Linked DNA regions of Mus musculus: region 1 is linked to region 2. A link is a contact called in public HiChIP or PLAC-seq data. All regions are on one chromosome and are shown on one strand. The core of a region is the stretch at or near the end of the contact, and the rest is flanking DNA. Distances in the headings are between cores, read along the strand shown.

The links. HiChIP or PLAC-seq counts read pairs in DNA pulled down with a chosen protein or histone mark.
Region 1: an H3K27ac HiChIP or PLAC-seq map of VIP interneurons shows a contact between it and region 2, with 3 times the contacts expected there. The contact joins the promoter of Kcna3 here to the enhancer-like site in region 2. A contact is called at or near these places in 15 of 39 promoter capture datasets (the 3T3-L1 cell line, 3T3-L1-derived adipocytes, the C10 cell line and 11 more), 1 of 15 datasets of contacts at CTCF or cohesin (CD8 T cells), 11 of 484 Hi-C or Micro-C datasets (B cells, CD4 T cells, Th1 cells and 7 more), 9 of 115 datasets of contacts at active chromatin or transcription factors (the 230-238 cell line, CD8 T cells, the SCID.adh cell line and 6 more) and 2 of 9 other capture datasets (adipose tissue and liver).

Annotation. Positions count from the first base shown.
Region 1 is chr3:107,034,607-107,039,881 of GRCm38.p6, forward strand. It overlaps Kcna3 (potassium voltage-gated channel, shaker-related subfamily, member 3), which reads left to right and starts at 1,556. Exons shown (of 1, transcript NM_008418.2): 1 at 1,556-3,523. The coding sequence starts at 1,817. The coding sequence ends at 3,403. It overlaps AI504432 (expressed sequence AI504432), which reads left to right and starts at 4,898. Exons shown (of 2, transcript NR_033498.1): 1 at 4,898-4,964. It overlaps Gm38712 (a long non-coding RNA gene), which reads right to left. Exons shown (of 4, transcript XR_003954542.1): 4 at 4,960-5,275.
Region 2 is chr3:106,976,368-106,982,204 of GRCm38.p6, forward strand. It overlaps Gm27008 (a long non-coding RNA gene), which reads right to left and starts at 5,248. Exons shown (of 6, transcript XR_867553.3): 1 at 4,830-5,248. Within about 2 kb of position 2,519, at least 21 of the 459 cell types and tissues checked have an H3K27ac peak or open chromatin away from gene starts, as enhancers often do. A contact at or near this core is called in SST interneurons, VIP interneurons, cerebral cortex and 3 more, where this site is marked.

The DNA of each region.
Region 1 (5,275 bases), core at 306-2,805, 57 kb after region 2:
AAAGCGAAACATGAAGGAATGATAAAACAAAAACAAACAAACAAACAAACAAACAAACGAAAACCTGGTGCTTGTTACACCCCCAAATGCTGCTCTAGAAACTTGTAGGGTGATTGGACTGCTGGCTCAGCTCTCCCTCGCTCCCCAGCCCAGGAATCACAATAGGGTCCTGAACTCAAAAGAAGAAATATCTCCCCAGAGCAGACAGAAATAAATACAAAGCATCACTTGTTGCAGAATTCAGTACAACAAACAAATGCTGAGATCCCAGGATTTCCAAGTTGCTAACAACAGAAGTTGGGCAAGCCCTCTTTATCATAGTTTAGTAGTTGGGAGAGGGGGTAAGAAAAACATGACGACAGATCACTCTTACATCAAACTGAATTTTCAGCTAACTTCATGGAATGAGTGAATGTCTAGACAATAGTTCCTCTTTTGCAAACGATTGCAATGATTCAAGGGGGTAACAGAATTTTGTAACTCTGGTACTTATACTTGGGGTAGCTAAATGTCTGGGAACAGAAATTATGTTTAAAGCAACCAGCACAATTTAGAGAAACAGTTTAAGGGAGATAATATTTTCTGTAGGCCCATATCAAGCAAGAGAGGCACAATCTGCAAAATGAAGGCTTTCCCACATTAACAGCTAAAATACACTTTCTCGAGTTCCCTACTGCAAGGGCAGGTATCATTGTGTTAATTAAACGCTAGGTATTGGGCCTGTTCGTCACACAGTAAGGTGTGGTGAATTTTCTTTACCATTCCCTCTTATTTTTTTCCACTGCCCTCACTAATCCCAACCAGAAACTTGCCCCTGATTCTGCCCGCACTGAGCTAACCATTATAAAAATGAGGTCTCCAGATGCCTTTAAGGACCCTCTTTTTAGACTGCTGGGAAGACTTGAGACCCCATGTTACCCATTAACCCATTGCTTCCTGTCCAAAAATATCGTTTACTGCACCAACACCCAGGTTTTAGCATTATTCTACCCCTCTAAATCCGGATGCTGGCCCCAGACTATCCTATCCTGCACTAGCCCAGACAACCTAGCCTGCAGCCCCTCCTCCCAAGACATTCAGGGTCTGGATGCCTGGATGCCTCCTTTGCTTGGGACTTTTTGTTACCTACTCTAGTGGAACTTGCCCTTCTTGGCAAAGTGTCAAGGGCCAGGAGGCCTCCCTTCGAGGGATGAGGTGTGGTCCTTGCGTGGGTATAACAGCCCTGAGATTAGGTCTCGACCACGCGCGGGAAGGGAACGCGCGCTGACCAGGAGCGAGCAAGCAGAGCCCAGGAACGAGGTCAGGCGGCCGGGTTCCTCCAAGGCCAGCGTGGCTGGGTAGGGGTTCCGCGGAGTCTGGGGAGTGGGGTGCAAGTTGGCGGCGATCCAGTGACAAAGAAGGTCGAGGAACAAGGGTGGCAAGCGGGAAGCGGAGCGCGCGCGCGCGGTGGGCGGGAAACCCGGGGGCGGTGGCAGAGAGGCGGGCGCGCGCCCCGCGGGGAGGGGTGCGGAGGAGGGAGGAGGAGGCGTCTGGACCGTGCAGCCCCGCGGGCCGCGCCAGCCCAGACAGAGCCTCGCGGCAGCCGCAGCAACAGGCGGCGGGGCCGGGCTCGTAGGGCAGAGGCGGCGGTGGGGCGGGGAGCTCCAGGAGGAGCGACTCGGGCCGGCAGCCGCCAGCAGGGAAGGAAAGCACCGCCGCCTCCCGCGCTCGACCGCCGCAGCCCTCCACCCATCACCGCGCCCACCCTGCACCGGACCCCGCAGGAGGCGGCGCGCGCATCCTGCAGAGCCCCGGCCACGCCGAGCTGCCGCCAGACATGACCGTGGTGCCCGGGGACCACCTGCTGGAGCCAGAGGCGGCGGGAGGCGGTGGCGGGGACCCGCCTCAGGGAGGCTGTGGCAGTGGCGGCGGCGGTGGCGGCTGCGACCGCTACGAGCCACTGCCACCCGCGCTGCCCGCCGCGGGCGAGCAAGATTGCTGCGGCGAGCGTGTGGTCATCAACATCTCTGGGCTGCGCTTCGAGACGCAGCTCAAGACCCTCTGCCAGTTCCCCGAGACACTGCTGGGCGACCCCAAGCGGCGCATGCGGTACTTTGACCCACTCCGCAATGAGTACTTCTTCGACCGCAACCGACCCAGCTTCGACGCCATCCTCTACTACTACCAGTCCGGGGGCCGCATTCGCCGGCCGGTCAACGTGCCCATCGACATCTTCTCCGAGGAGATCCGCTTTTACCAGCTGGGTGAGGAGGCCATGGAAAAGTTCCGTGAGGATGAGGGCTTCCTGCGGGAGGAGGAGCGACCCCTGCCCCGCCGTGACTTCCAGCGCCAGGTGTGGCTGCTCTTCGAATATCCGGAGAGCTCCGGGCCGGCCCGGGGCATTGCCATTGTGTCAGTGCTGGTCATTCTCATCTCCATTGTCATCTTCTGCTTGGAGACGCTTCCCGAGTTTCGCGATGAGAAAGACTATCCCGCCTCCCCGTCGCAGGACGTGTTTGAGGCTGCCAACAACAGCACGTCGGGGGCCCCTTCTGGAGCCTCCAGCTTCTCGGACCCCTTCTTCGTGGTGGAGACCTTGTGCATCATCTGGTTCTCCTTTGAGCTTCTGGTGCGGTTCTTTGCTTGCCCCAGTAAAGCCACCTTCTCCAGAAATATCATGAACTTGATAGACATTGTGGCCATCATTCCTTATTTTATCACTCTGGGCACTGAGCTGGCTGAACGACAAGGTAATGGGCAGCAGGCCATGTCGCTGGCCATCCTGAGAGTCATCCGCCTAGTAAGGGTTTTCCGCATCTTCAAGCTCTCCCGCCATTCTAAGGGGCTGCAGATCCTAGGACAGACGCTGAAGGCTTCCATGCGGGAGCTGGGGCTGCTCATATTCTTCCTCTTCATTGGGGTCATCCTTTTCTCCAGTGCAGTCTACTTTGCTGAGGCAGACGACCCTTCTTCGGGTTTTAACAGTATCCCGGATGCCTTCTGGTGGGCAGTAGTAACCATGACAACTGTTGGTTATGGTGATATGCACCCAGTGACCATAGGAGGCAAGATTGTGGGCTCTCTTTGTGCCATCGCAGGTGTCTTGACCATTGCATTGCCAGTTCCTGTGATTGTTTCCAACTTCAACTACTTCTACCACCGGGAGACAGAAGGGGAAGAGCAAGCCCAGTACATGCACGTGGGCAGTTGCCAGCACCTCTCCTCTTCAGCCGAGGAGCTCCGAAAAGCCCGGAGTAACTCCACTCTGAGTAAGTCGGAGTATATGGTGATCGAAGAGGGGGGTATGAACCACAGCGCCTTCCCGCAGACCCCCTTCAAAACGGGCAACTCCACAGCCACTTGCACCACGAACAATAACCCCAACTCCTGTGTCAACATCAAGAAGATATTCACTGATGTCTAATATATGATACGGTTGCCAATTCTGTGCCCAGTATTGTGTGGAACATGCCCCCTTGGTCTGTGTATGCCCTTGATTTATACATTTCCAGACCACTCATCAAGGAAAGTACAAGAAGTGAGGAAGCACACTTCATTCTCCCTATTGCTTCATACTGAAACAGGTGCCTGTTTTTGCAAGTGGGCTGCATTCTCTCAGCTCTTTTTTTCTCTCTCTCCCTGTCTCTTAATTTTGTGACCAACAAACTTACATTAAGCGTGGTTTTTTTGTGTGAGCCCTACAGCCACATCCTGAGAGGAAGTGAAACTATAGAGTCAGAGTAACTGTTTAACCTCAAAATCAAAAGATAGTTGTTTCTTTACTAAGTAAAGGAGGCGGAACCTAAATGAAGCTCCTGACTGGTGGACTTTTCAATATTATTTCCGGACTAGTTATTGTAACTACCTAACCTCTGGATATGTGGGTGGAAAGTCTAACTAGAGCGTTGACGCGTAAGCCCACTATAAATTTATTTTGTTTTTGACTGATCTTTCAGTTTGAATCTCTCCCCTAAGGACTTAAGGTTCACAATAATTTTGAACCAAAAGGGAAATGCCCCGAATGTCCTGATCTGGCTATTAACTCTTCAAAGTTTGCAAAGCATTTTGAAAACATTAGACACAGATTCCAATGAAGTTGTGAGTTCATGCCCCAGCCAATATCTACGAAAGTCTAGAAACTCATTTTCAGTGCTGCCGGGAGAAACAACAGAAATTCCTGATGCATCCGAGAGATAAGCTTCTGCAGTATCACAGGAAGATTAAAGTGTCAGACACCCCTTCCAGCGGAAGTTACTAATTCGGACCTGACTGATGCAGTTCCCATAGCAACCCGTGTTTCCTGGGAAACCCGAAAAAGGTTGTCATGGCATCTTTTGCTCTCTAGCCCCACCCCCACCCCAGGCCCTGCCGTTTCTACAGTAACCTTTCCAGATGGTTCCTACTTACATGATTTCATAAGAAAAAAACACTATTTGAATAAACCACACAAATTAAGTGTAAGACTATATAGAGGTTAAATGAATCACAAAATGCTTTTTTACATTTTATATAAATCATTGCTGTTATCCCATAATGACTGGATCAAAAAGGAAATTATCATCTTTGGAACGTTACACGTAAGGCATGATCTGAATTAAATGTCAGTTGTTTGGTAGCAATTTTTAAAGATGGTTCTGTACAGTTTTCATTAAGAAATGGCAAGCCAACAGATAAAATGAGAACAACAATATAAACATGGTCTGTACATAAGCCAGTGAGAGTCAGTGTACCCAAAGTATTACTACAAGATACCTTCAGAGTTCCTCAATTTAAAAGAAAAAAAAGAAAAAGAAAAACATCCAGATCCCACAACAGGACTGTCACCATCACAGCACTGGAAAAGCAGAATCAACCTCAAACATATGGAGGATGCACAATTTAATGAGTGGATTACAAAAAGGAGGTTCAGGAAATGATCAGACTTGAAAGAACACCTGCAAGTTACAGCCACATGCTGAGAGCTGCCAGCAGACAGACAGAATCAGGTGAGCCCTGTCCTATGTGATCCCTACAAGTAGTCTATTGTGCAGGGAACCAGGGACATTTCTGTTCATAACTAGGTTTATATTTGCAAAGCAGACAGTTTTATATTACATGCCAGTTGCCTTTAGAAAGATTAAGAAATTCTTCCCATTTTCCCCATGTTTCTGGTTATCTTTTGGTTTCCATGTTTATGGCAAAGGGATGCAGAAAATTCCCCTCTGAGCAGCTTTCTCCCAAGCTGAACTGAAAAGTACTCCATTGCTTTAACCAACCCTCTTGGCTTCTGAACAATTTGTTTCCCCCTTTAAACTGA
Region 2 (5,837 bases), core at 1,269-3,768:
ACCAAAATGAAAGCAGCCACTTCTCTTTACTCTACCCATTTCTCCATGACCATGACTGAAAGAGAAGGCAGGATGAAAGAGAAGGGGGAGGTATCTAGAGAGTAACTGTGGGAAGGATTGGGAGAATTGTATGAAGGTCAACCTTGTTAAGGATCTGGGCTTTGAAATAAAGTGGTGCAGGTTCAGATAAATCCTGGTTATGCCACTTTTAAATTACGTGATACTGGGGACGTTATCTTACCCTAGCAAGCTTTCATTTCCTCACTGGTAAAATGATTAGCCACTTTATAAAGTTAGCTGGCACTATGCCAGTAGTAAGTATGTAGTGTTATCTGAAATGTTAAGCTTGCTCTAATTTCCATACCCTAAATAAATCATGCAATCATAGAGCATTTAAGAATGTCCTGGGCTGACTGCGATATATCTTCCATGCTTGCTAGTCTTAGTACTGACAGAAAACTCTTCAAGGCTATAGGAGGAGAAAGATGTCAATGATCCAGCACAGATCCTGCAGGCTAGAGTATGGATCTGCCAAGTAAGACGGGCTTACTGGTTCAAAAACAGTGATATGACTATTATGGAAGAAACCAACTGCTTTCTGATTGGACTTGAGCCTGCTCCACCACAGGGAGGTGCTTACTTAGTACTATAAACCTGGTCAAAATCTCCTGGCTGAGGAGGTCATCTGCCCCAGGGCAGGAGCTGCTATTGCTTTACTAAATGGCCATGCTGTCAAACAGCTTTTTAAATATTCATGTTTTTATACACAGATTTGTGCTAGTCAGAGAAGCTTCTTTTTGCAGCAGAAACTGGTTAATGCTGAAACTCGCAAAAGTGATGAGTCAAAGTGTTGAGAATAAGTGACTATTGAATATTTAGCCCTAAGTGAGACATCTATACCAACACACACTTGCACTCACACACACACACACACACACACACACACACACACACATGCCACACATGCCACACATGCCACAAATGCCTCAGTTTAAGGAATAACAGAGAAGAAGCAGGGAGAATATAAGAATGGGAGGATGTGGAGGAGCACCGTGAAAGGTCTTCAGGGCATGACATGGCCATTGTACTCATTGTACTTCATAACTGTGGTTATCTGAACAAGATCTCCTTAAGATCAAGCCAGCCAAAAGCCTGGCATAGATATCGTAGGAGTTCACAAGGCTTCAACCCTATCTGAGAAACTATTGGCAGTTTGATGACTCCTGGGGAAGATAAAGTTATCTTTCTTTGGGTGTGGCAACTGATAAGTTGCCTATGTTCCAGCAGATGGTCCCATACTCGTGCACATACAGACTGATTCTATTCAGTGTGTTAATTTCATTTTTTTAAAAGAAGAAATGAAGTTTAGAGAGGGATGTATTGGAGGAACAGGGAAACTGGATAGAGAAAGTAGGAGTATATATATAATAAAATAGATTGTTTACATGTTATGTAGAATTCTCAAAGAATAAACAAAAATACTATATTTCTTAAAAAGAAAGTTTTGAAAGGGCCTTGGTAAATTGCAAAGGAGCTAGATCAGGTATGACAACCTCATGAACCAATATTTCAGAATTCCCTGTTTTTTTCAGGTACCAATTCTGCAGTCACCACTGGAGCCCAAGAAAGCAAGAACAGGCTTTCTCTCCTAAGGTATCTGACTTGGAGTCATACCTCTAACCTCAAATCTCAAGTTAACATTTAAGCATCTCTCAGTAAAATATGTCTCCCAAAGATGACTTCTGTCTCTGACTAAATGTAGAATGCACTTCCCAAGTACTGGGTGAGATACTAAACAAGTTTGGGATTCTGTAGATAAGACCATTGAACGAGTAATGAGTTTCTGGGGAGCAAGCGTTTGGTGGCTAGAAGACATGAAGAAGTGGGTCCTAGGCTCTCAGCCTCTGTGACAGGAATGCTGAGCTTTGTTTCTGAGAAGAGACAGAGCACCGAGCCTGTCTTCTCTCCTCCTCCTCTTCCTCCTTCTCTTCCTCCTTCCTTTTCTACTTCAAAACTTAGTCTGAGTTGAAATTTAAGATCACATTTTACCACCCTAGGCAATGGGCATGCACATTCTCATCTTTTTGTTTGCTTTGTGAAATTTTCTTCTAAATGAAGACACCTGAAGATGGAAAATTGAGAATGTCTTTGGATGCACAGTGCATTGATCACTGAAGCATGCCCTACAGACCTTAGTGTGTGCACAGCCTGAGTCCAAAGGAAAGTAGACTGAGAGGCCCACATCAGGAACACTACTCTGCCGAGGAGAACCGGTGAGGTGGCCCTGGAGGAAGATGGGGACTCAACTGTCCCCCCACACACAAACAAACACCCTGCCCATTCTTTTCCCTCTCCTAACCTAATGTATTCTCCTTTTCCTCATGCTTCTTATCCAAGTTCCTAACCAGTTGCTTTGATGTTCCCTTCTAAATATGTTTCAAAGCTCATTAGGCAGCAGAGCGTGCTCCCTACACACTGAGCGAGCATTCAGCTGACATTTCTCAGTGCCTTCAGTACTCTCCGAAGTCCTCCATCCTCCTCACCCTGGAGCCCAGACAACAGGCATCTGCCTACAGCAAACACAGACTTGGCTCTGCAGCCTCAGCCCGGAAGGGGTGCCTGTGAGGCAGAAGAAAGGAGAAACTGCCTGCTAGATTCCCTTTAGGGTTGCTACCTCGTTAATGAACACTGTGGGCAGGCGAGAGAAATGGGAGCTGAAAAGAAAATCATAATAGCAAAAAAAAAAAAAAAAGAAAGAAAGAAAGAAAGAAATCAGCTTGTTTTTACATCACCATTTATATATAGCCTCCTCTGTTTCTCACGTCTCTTGTCTATTGTGTTTTCATTTCTGTATTAGTTTCCTACAGCTGCCATAACAACGTACTACAAACGCCGTGGCTTAAAGCAGCAGAAATTATTTCTCTCATGGTTTCAAAAGCTGGAAGCTTAACACCAAGCTGCCACCTGAGCCATGCTTTCCCTGAGATCTTCAGGAAAAGCCTTGTACTCCTTTTTGATTTCCAGAGGCTTCTAGGAGCCAACAGACTTCCTTGTCATAAGTCTACACCATTCTATTCTGGTATTGCATGGCCTTTCTGCCTCTACATAAACCCTTGTATCCTTTCCTCTTCTAGTCATCAGTCCTTGGGTTTGGAGCTCACTGGCTCAGTATAATTATCTTAACTAATCTCCATCTTTACATACTCCATTACTAGCTGAGGTTGTATTCTGATGTTGGAGTGGACATATGTCTATGGGAACATTATTCAGCTCATCACAGTACCATTTTGAGTACGCTCGTCCACTAAGTAGGCCCTCTTAACCAAATATGCAGCTGTGTATCCCTCACTTTTCCTGTAACTTCTCATCTTCCCCAATCCTTTTCAAATGTCCTTATTCAGTATCTTTTGTATCTATACACAGTATATTTTGTATTCGTCATTGTTCATTGTAAGTTATGTTCTCCTGAAACTGGGCCTGAACGTGAACATTTGACTACAAGTCCTTACTCGGAAGGCATCCTTCAAAGCACCTGGGGTGGGGAATGAGGAAAGTCAGGAAGTCGACATTGTTATACTGTGGGAATAGGTTCAGTTTCACTGGGAACATCTGGAAGACTATGTAGAACACATTCGGAGCTGTTCTGTATACAAGGCCAGGAAGTTGAGGTATTTCTCTCCCAACTCCTATCTGTCACTAGCTAACTGGACTTCTTATCAGGAGCAGCAACTCCACTCACCTCAGACTTGCGCTTTGGACAGGCTGAGCAGTGGCCTATAACATGGAAACCCAAAAGGCCAAGGAAATCGCCAGTCGTGCCAGCAAGTAACTGAGATCTGCCCAGGATCCAAGGTCAAAGGAAGCTGATGGACCACGCAGTGGCCAGCATGGCAAACTCCTTACAGAACTTACCAGGTTTCTCTTAGTAAGTACCTAGTAAATAAGTGTTGAATTGCATTGCTGTAGTAATTTCAATAAAGACAGATTATTCATGCACTATCATGCTTCATACAATGTGACAGAACTTAGAGAAGCCAGCCTTATGTAATTTGGAGCTTGGTATAAAAATGCTGCCTTAACAAACATCCACTGTACTGGTTAATGTCTTCCTTAATTTGGCTCAAGCTGAAGTTGTCTGGGAAGAAGGAATTGAGAAAATGTTAGATTGGCTACAAGCAGCTCTATGGGCCATTTTCTTGATTAGTGATTGATATGGGAGGGCTGGTCCACTGTGAGTGATTCTACTTCTGGTCAGTTAGTCTTGTATCACATTATAAAGCAAACTTGCTGTGGAAGCAAGCCAGGAAGCAGTGTTCCTCCATGGTTTCCACCTCGGTTTGTACCTCCAGGTTTCTACCTTGCTTGACTTCCTTCCCTGGCCTCGCTCAATGATGAACTATCATCTGAATGTGTAAGTCAAATGAACCCTTCCCTCCCCAAGCTGATTTTGGTCAGGGTTTAATCACAGTAATAGAAAAGCAAGCTAAACCAGCCACCAAACCTGATCTTCACCCATTACCATCACCCCAAAATCCCCGACTCCTTCCTCCAGACTGACTAGCTCCAACCAAAAACATTCCAATCATTTACTTGTCTCTGTAATCTCTGAAAATCCAAAAATGCATTTTCACCAATTAGGAAGTTAACATGGAGAACCTGACCATCTCCCCTCCCCCTCAACCCCGAACTGAGTAAGGACCAATGAAGATACTGACTGATACTACTGCCACTGAGACTATTTCCATCCATCTGTTCTACTCCATTACCATCCAGGCCAGCCAAACTGCTCTTCCCAGTACACGTCCTATACCAGAAACACTCACACTCACCTTGCTCCCACCTTCAGAACAAACAGTTCCCTTAAAGTCTCAAACACGGTTTCTTTCTTTCTGTTGTCATTTTAGGGTGAGCTGACACAAGGCAGACAATTCCAAAACAGGCCCTTCCCAGTAGCCAAGCTGTCTGGTGAGCAACATTCCCCAAGGTCAGGCTTGTCAGAGATCCGCACAGTCTCTGGGTCTCCGGATCTTGCCTCATGTCAAAGCCCTGCTTCTTTCTCTGCATACTGAGAAGGTCCCTGTCTCTCTGCCTCCCCAGGTCCCTTGATGTGAGCTTTTAATATTCATCTCCCTCTCCTTCTTTCCATGTGAATTAAAAGAGCAACTTGCAAGGCAAACAAGAGGAAAATAACAGATTGCTGCTGCTCATTAAAGCTTCGGCTCAATAGAATTTGATAAGAGCTAGAGACCACCCCCCTCCCTGTTCAGTGGAGGGGAGCTGGGGCCACCTTAATTACAGTACCTTGACTGTGCTGTGGGCCAGAGGGATTTTACAGATGAAGGGAGCTTCATTTTTCTTCCTGAAGTTTACTATCTGCTGGAACCTGAGCCTAGGCTTATCTCTCTCATTTCCTGGCATGTAATCGTAAAGAATTCAATTCACATTCTGGGTTTCATTTGGTTTCCCTACCTGAAAATGGGAGGGGGTGGTAATCGCTTTCTAAATTAACTGTAAGGCTAAATAAGCGAGTAAATGTGAAAGCATGTTGGAAGAATTCAATCTCTCTCTCTCTCTCTCTCTCTCTCTCTCTCTCTCCCTCTCTCTCTCTCTCTCTCTCTCTCTCTCTCTCTCTCTCCCTCTCTCTCTCTCTCTCTCTCTCTCTCTCTCTCTCTCATACACACACACCAAACATGAGACAGACAGAGACACAGAGACACAGAGAGAGAATTTAAACCAGCTAAGCAACATGTTAAACCTTAAAACCAACTCTCTGCTTGGATCACAGGTCCTGCTTCAGCTACTACCCTGTTTCTTTTCTCCCCTTTAAGTCAAACCTT